2 separate regions of the Arabidopsis thaliana genome follow, and region 2 is linked to region 1. The links are chromatin contacts, called in public capture Hi-C maps. All regions are on one chromosome and are shown on one strand. The core of a region is the stretch at or near the end of the contact, and the rest is flanking DNA. Distances in the headings are between cores, read along the strand shown.

Region 1 (3,891 bases), core at 871-3,370:
TGTGTCATACATAAAGAGAAAACCTTGGAGATCAAATGATCAACCAAATTGCTTACGGGAACAGTCTCAATTATTGAAGCTAAAACTTCGCAGCATTTATCATCAGACGAACTGCAACAAGATGACAGTAAATCACACATGAATACTAACAAAATAAATCCATCCGCTTGAAAATGACAAAACAGTGTTTGATATACACCTGTAAAAAAGTAAAGAATCCAGTAGCACTGCCAGGAATCTTTTGATGTTGAACTCTTTGGACAAGCCTAAAAGAACACCAGAAATATCTCTGCACAAAATTGAAGCCATCGTTGAAAAAATACTAGTAATAGTTACAATTAAAAAAAGCTTCAGAAGGAAGACTGTTCATATTCAGATACCTTATTTCGTTAAAAAGATCCAATGCTTTCCTTGGGATCAAGTCCACAGATTGCAGCTGTAGTTGATTCAGAAAATTAATTGTTTAAAACAATCAACACCAACCACTTGTGAGCAGAATCCTCAGTGAGGAATAGAAAATATGTCCACCTCATACTTAGAAGTTTATACATTCGTGATATCGAAAATTAAAATGTAAGAAGTTCATGATGACAGAAAGTTATTGCACCTGAACAAAATTGATCAAGGCCATAAGTGACAATCGAAGCGAATGCGGGTCAGAAGATTCCTTGGCATGTTCACGACCAATGTCGATGATGGACCTCATCAAGCGCTTGATAAGATTAGTATTTAGCACAGCTCTGTTTGCCAACATGCCAACAACCATTAACGCTCCAGCCTAGAACCATATAAAGTTTGTCATAAAAGGCACATCAACTGAATAACAAAATCAATTAGAGAAAAATATTTGGTAAGAAAACCACTAAAAAACCTGTTGATCTAAACATCCTTTCACACCAGATTGAAGACCAGAGTCCACAAATGGCAAAATCGTCTTTACAATATCTCCATCAACAGTTGGAACTGAACCGAGCACCCCAACAACAACTGCGGTGGAGAAGCTAACCACAGGTTTTGAAGGCTGATACTTCTTAGTACGAGATGCCTACAATGTAACCAAGATTTCAGATGTTCAGTTTGATGTAGCCATTCAAAAACCAGTTTATAGGGAAAAAAAATATTAACAGCTACTTACATAGTCACACAAGGCCTCCAAAACTTGTTTATCACGTATACATTGCTGAACGATAACCGATCTAGGAGGTGGAGCACCTGAATTTTTAACACCATCCAGAAATTTCCACTTGGAATTTCTGTAAAGCAAATGAGAACCAGGGTTTACTAATCGATATGATAAATTGTGAGACTTCACTTCGAAATCGAAAGTGAAAGATATATACTCACCCAGTAGAAAGCAGTTGAACAATGCGGACAAAGGCATGTGTGTCATGGTATGGCAAGGCGCATAGAACCACATCTTCCAAGTTGTATATATGAATCCTGAAATATAGAGCAATTAGGACAATTCGATGAACGAACAAAGGCAAATATACATAACCAATAGTGATAAGGAAACACATACTTGTATCGTCGTATGAGATACTCAAGGGTCTCCAAGGAAGCACGAAATTGAAGATAACCAGAGAGTAAACGTAGATACGAACTGATTGATGAATCAATCCGAGCATTTTCTTCTTTACCCAGCAATTCCCTATCAATTTCTTTACTTTTATGACTAAACAAGTCGTTCATGTAATTTTTAAACCTCTCATCTTTGTTTCCAAGTACTTCTAGACCTGAATTAACAAAAATAATTAACGATGAGAATTTAATTTATCATTGAGCTTGTTCATTAGAATTGCATAATAGGAGAAGAGAACATACCTTTGAGCCCGAGCTCGTAAATTGATTCGATATCGAAATCAGCTGCTTCTTTAGGACTGAAGAGAATCGAAGGGCGTGTGAAAGGTCTCTTGGAAGGCTCTGTATCGGCTTGTAACACTGACTTGAGAGCCTGTAACTGTGACACTATTGAAGAACTCATACTCGCTATTGGGATAAGATTATTCTTCAGAGGAAATTCGAAGAATAAGTTTGAGGTAGAGAGAGATAGAGAGATAGAGAGCGGCGTTGAGGGAGAAGAAGAGAAAGAAGAAGAAGAAGCGGGTTTAGGGTTTAACGATCCTTTTATTTTTAATCTGGAAGATATAGTAATATAAAGAAACAAGGAAACCCCTGAGTTATAATGGAATTGCGTTTTAAACCATGACCTATTTTTTTGTTTTTCGAATTTAAACCCCAATAGTTTTACAACTTGATAATAAAGCCCATCTCTAATCTGCCGCTACTATTACAAAACTGTGCGTTTTAATTCCTCAATCGAGAAAGTCTTGAAACAAGTGTAAGAAAGTCAAGATACAATCACTGTTCACATCACATTTGCCAAGATTAACAAACCCATCTATCCAAGAATTTCAGTAAAATGGAAGTGAGAACAGAGAACAAAAAAGAAACTTAACACCTGACCTCTTTCATTAGAAGTTAAATATTATATTATACGCAGACAATTAACGACATCATCAACTTCAAACATATGTTCATAAACAAAAAATGTACTATAAACAAGTCATTTTCCTTATCCTCTTCATTAATAGTTGTAACCGTTAGCCAACTTCTTCTCATCCTTATACACGACTCCATTTTCCGTTTCTCCACACTTGGCAAGGCCTAAGGTCATTGTAAGCAAACTCCAAACTCTCATCAGTCGTTTGGAAGTAGACACCATATCTCGTTTTGTTGTTGTTTATCTTATATACTCGACCAGACCACCATCCTTCATTGTACCAAGCATCCACAAGTTCATACAATTCATATCGATACCCCTTTGGAATCAGTGGAGGAGGAGGAGGTCTTATATCTGAACCTCTTGCTTCTTCCTTCAACAACTCTCTTTCATCGTCTGTTTTTAGTGTTTGATACTCCACTGTGTATCTGTTTTCGCCCAAGTAACTTACGATCTTTGCAGAGAACCATGAGGCTTCGTAACCTGGTTCGTCGCTTCTAACTTCCACCTCCATTCCATTGTTAAACACCTTCTCTGCTCTCTCACAAGATTTCAGCTTCTTCAATGGAGGTTTGTAACATTCTTCCGGCACATCAGTCAATACCTTGGAAGGAATGACCCATTGTCCATTGATCCAATCTTTGTGGGGCCTTAAGTTGAAATTTAAGATTGTCGTTTCTTCACCAGTTGAGATGATAAAAACTGAATACTTATTAGAACCTCCTCCTAGGACTTTGGAAACCCTACTGGTCCACCACCGTTTGTTGAACCAAGCATCAACTATAACCCCTGGTTCATAGCACACAACAGGCGAGAGTTCTGAAGGAGGAACTGGTCTTATGTCCTTGGCTTCTACCACATCTCTCAGAGGGATCGACTCACCATCATCTCTACTAAATTTCAAGTGTTCAACAATGTACTTATCATCACCTAATAAACAAAGTATACGAGCACAATACCAAGAACCCTTGTAAGCTTTTTCTTCACTTCTGACTTCGACAAGAGCTCCCTTCTCATATTGATCTCTTCTCTTGATTTTTATCTTCAGTTTAATTCTTTGGGCTGTCGATTCCGAGAAATTGCTCTGTAAATCAAAAAAGCAGTGTGAGTTTATTATGCCAAATTCCAACAAATCTTCAAATTCAAATTGCTTGACATACAGTATATATAGTATAATTAAGTCTTTTTTCTAAATTTACAATTTTTTTTTTTTTTTTTTTTTTTTTTTTTTTTTGGTTTTACTAAATTTACAATTAATTCGTCAAATCTTTCAATGTATCTTAATCCCTAAAACATTAAATTCACTATTTTTCTACAAACCCTAGATTCAATTCAAACGCAGAGAAATGTTTTACCTGTTGGAGAAGAGAAGGAACCCACCCACCATC
Region 2 (3,891 bases), core at 563-3,062, 300 kb before region 1:
GAATCATATATGTTCTTATCAGTCTACTTTTTTAGGTGGTTCGTCTCACTTTATTGGGATTATATCATAAATGAACCATAGATCAAAATTTTATATGGCAGCAAGAATATTTTACTGTTTTTGGTTGATATTAATGGTCTAATATACCCTTTTGTTTAGCTGCCGATAAAAGTTCGTTAACTCGGAAGCTGAAGCATGATGTTATCGAAGGAGTGAATCAACTTATTCAAGAGATTGCTGGTTGTCATGAGCAGATCGCTGAACAAGCTATAGAGCATATACATCAAAAGTACTTTTCTTTTCTATAGCATTATTTATCTTTAACATGTTATACATGGAGAACTAAAATGGTCGTTTCTCAGTGTCTTTTCGTGATGATCACTTTTGTATTGCCTAAATTCTATTTTTTCAGTGAGGTGATCCTAACCCTGGGTAGCTCAAGAACAGTGCTTGAGTTTCTGTGTGCTGCAAAGGAGAAAAAAAGATCTTTTCGTGTATTTGTTGCCGAAGGTGCTCCAAGGTTTGGTTTCTCCCTTTACTATATGTTTCATCATTACCATTGTTAGTGTTTTCTCTCAACATTTTTATATTCTCTCTGATTTGTCCATCTAACTCAGCTGTATCAAATTTTCTTCCATTTCTATTCTATTATATTAGATATCAGGGCCATCTATTAGCAAAAGAATTGGTAGCTAGAGGTTTGCAGACAACTGTGATCACCGACTCTGCAGTGTTTGCTATGATATCTCGAGTGAATATGGTACAATTCATTCCTACCCAACTTTATGTTTTCTTGTCCTTGTCTTCTAAATAATTTGCAATGATGTGAAAATGCACAGGTTATAATTGGAGCTCATGCAGTGATGGCTAATGGTGGAGTTATAGGGCCAGTTGGTGTCAACATGGCTGCTCTTGCAGCACAAAAGCACGCAGTCCCATTCGTGGTTCTTGCTGGTAGTCACAAGGTTGGTTTCGAGTTGTATTTAATTTCTCAAACTGTTTTTTGCTCTCAAAACTTGACTTAGGGTTTCCAATGTAATAACAGTTGTGTCCCCTCTATCCTCACAATCCGGAAGTATTACTAAATGAGCTGAGATCTCCATCTGAACTGTTGGATTTTGGTGAATTCTCTGATTGCCTGGATTTTGGAGCAGGTTCCGGGTCTCTTCAAGTTGTCAACCCAACATTCGATTATGTCCCACCAAACCTTGTTAGTCTCTTTATAACAGACACGTAAGTCTCCTATATATAATCTTTGCTATATTCTTAGGTTGGTCCATTTTCATGGCATTACTTTTTTGGATAAAGGGTTGGTGATAGCGTTACCTTTTTGGTTACAGGGGAGGACACAATCCATCCTACATGTACCGTCTTATTGCGGACTACTACTCTGCTGATGATTTGGTGATGTAGCGATAAAGGACTAGTTTTCGGTCACTTGGTGGGAACTATACAACATTCAGTCGGATAGTCGGTCATTCACAATTGAAGAATATATGTACATTGCACAAAAACAGTTGCTCAAGGATTGTGAATGAAAAAGAGAAACATCTTAGTGTCTGAAATTGTCAGGCCAAGTTTATTTTTGCCGTGTCTTGGGTAATTCCTTTAGCTCAGTCTCAATGGTGTCTATTGTTACTTGATAGTATACTTCTCTTTCAACACAACGTTTTTCTTTGGTTGGCTTTTGTATTTGCTAATACGAGAATTACCACTGGAGGTGGACAGGACATCTTATTTTAACTAATTAAAGTTTTGGGTGCAATTTTACTTGATAAGTGTGAGGCGATGCATTGGTTCGGTACGGTTCAATTTCAATTACCTCATAACCGGATCACTATATCTTCGCCGTGAAAATATTCAGACAGACGACAACACCTGCATAAACACCATTGTTCAAAATAGCCAGAGAGATAAAAGTAAAACCCTAAACCCCACTAGTTAAAGTTAACATTTTTATTGTTTCTCTCCGGCTCCTTTCAATCTGTGTACTGTGTATGCTGCTGATACATATCAGAAGTACTCGAAAGATCTTAGCTTTGGGGCGTCATGTTTTTCCTTCTAATGCCTTCTTCTCCGTCTCTTCTCGACCTTCTCTGTCTTCCTCGGACGAAGTGGCGGCTCATGATGTCGCATCTTTGCTAAAAACCCCCAATTGGGAGAAGAACAGTTCTCTTAAATCTCTAGTCTCTCACATGAATCCAAATGTCGCTTCACAGGTCATTTCGCTTCAACGCAGTGACAACGATATTTGCGTTCGCTTTTTCATGTGGGTCTGCAAGCATTCGTCGTATTGTTTCGACCCAACTCAGAAAAATCAGCTTTTGAAACTGATTGTTTCTTCCGGATTGTATCGAGTTGCGCATGCTGTTATTGTTGCGTTGATCAAGGAATGTAGTAGATGCGAGAAAGAGATGTTGAAACTAATGTATTGTTTTGATGAGCTGAGAGAAGTTTTTGGGTTCCGGTTAAATTACCCTTGTTACAGCTCTCTTTTGATGTCCTTAGCTAAACTTGATTTAGGATTTTTGGCTTACGTGACTTATAGAAGAATGGAAGCTGACGGATTTGTTGTTGGTATGATTGATTACAGAACCATTGTCAATGCTCTGTGTAAGAATGGATACACGGAAGCCGCTGAGATGTTCATGTCTAAGATTCTTAAAATTGGGTTTGTGTTAGATTCCCATATAGGCACTTCTTTGTTACTGGGTTTTTGCCGTGGATTGAATCTCAGAGATGCACTCAAGGTGTTTGATGTAATGTCTAAGGAGGTAACTTGTGCACCGAACTCTGTTAGTTACTCCATTTTGATTCACGGGTTGTGTGAAGTAGGGAGACTTGAAGAAGCATTTGGCCTAAAAGATCAAATGGGTGAGAAAGGTTGCCAACCAAGCACACGTACATATACTGTGCTTATTAAAGCCTTGTGCGATAGAGGTTTGATTGATAAAGCTTTTAACTTGTTTGATGAGATGATTCCTAGAGGGTGTAAACCAAACGTCCACACTTACACTGTTTTGATTGATGGGTTGTGTAGAGACGGAAAGATTGAAGAGGCTAATGGGGTTTGTCGAAAGATGGTTAAAGACAGGATATTTCCTAGTGTAATAACTTACAATGCGTTGATAAATGGCTACTGCAAAGATGGACGGGTTGTTCCCGCTTTTGAGCTTCTTACTGTAATGGAGAAGAGGGCTTGCAAACCAAATGTAAGAACTTTTAACGAGCTTATGGAAGGGTTGTGTAGAGTCGGGAAACCGTACAAGGCTGTGCACCTTTTGAAGAGAATGCTGGACAATGGCCTGTCACCTGACATTGTGAGCTATAATGTTTTGATCGATGGGCTTTGTAGAGAAGGCCATATGAATACGGCTTACAAGCTACTTAGCTCGATGAACTGCTTTGACATTGAGCCTGATTGTCTTACATTCACCGCTATAATAAATGCTTTCTGCAAACAAGGGAAGGCTGACGTTGCTAGCGCGTTTTTAGGTTTGATGCTTAGAAAAGGAATAAGCCTAGATGAAGTAACAGGTACAACTCTTATCGATGGTGTCTGTAAAGTCGGTAAAACCCGTGACGCATTGTTTATCCTGGAGACATTGGTTAAAATGAGAATTTTGACAACTCCTCACTCCCTGAATGTGATTCTTGATATGCTCAGTAAAGGTTGTAAAGTGAAGGAGGAATTAGCAATGCTTGGGAAAATCAATAAGCTTGGTTTAGTTCCTTCTGTGGTGACATACACAACATTGGTTGATGGGTTGATTCGATCAGGTGATATTACTGGTTCCTTCAGGATCCTAGAACTGATGAAGTTAAGTGGGTGTTTGCCGAATGTCTATCCATACACAATCATCATAAATGGTCTTTGTCAATTTGGAAGAG

The links. Capture Hi-C pulls out chosen DNA fragments and counts their contacts.
Region 2: a capture Hi-C map of seedling shows a contact between it and region 1, with 2.3 times the contacts expected there. The contact joins the promoter of AT3G07290 here to the promoter of AT3G06530 in region 1. A contact is called at or near these places in 1 of 26 Hi-C or Micro-C datasets (callus) and 1 of 3 other capture datasets (seedling).

Annotation. Positions count from the first base shown.
Region 1 is chr3:2,020,689-2,024,579 of TAIR10.1, reverse strand. AT3G06530 (ARM repeat superfamily protein) reads right to left here and starts at 2,120. Exons shown (of 40, transcript NM_001337662.1): 1 at 1,825-2,120; 2 at 1,523-1,736; 3 at 1,345-1,440; 4 at 1,136-1,253; 5 at 872-1,045; 6 at 608-778; 7 at 381-436; 8 at 200-289; 9 at 1-111. The coding sequence starts at 1,984. It overlaps AT3G06520 (agenet domain-containing protein), which reads right to left. Exons shown (of 3, transcript NM_001337661.1): 2 at 3,859-3,891; 3 at 2,547-3,587. The coding sequence ends at 2,625.
Region 2 is chr3:2,322,489-2,326,379 of TAIR10.1, reverse strand. It overlaps AT3G07290 (Pentatricopeptide repeat (PPR) superfamily protein), which reads left to right and starts at 1,812. Exons shown (of 1, transcript NM_111609.2): 1 at 1,812-3,891. The coding sequence starts at 1,998. It overlaps AT3G07300 (NagB/RpiA/CoA transferase-like superfamily protein), which reads left to right. Exons shown (of 10, transcript NM_111610.5): 5 at 160-289; 6 at 413-520; 7 at 658-760; 8 at 840-965; 9 at 1,046-1,233; 10 at 1,341-1,774. The coding sequence ends at 1,413.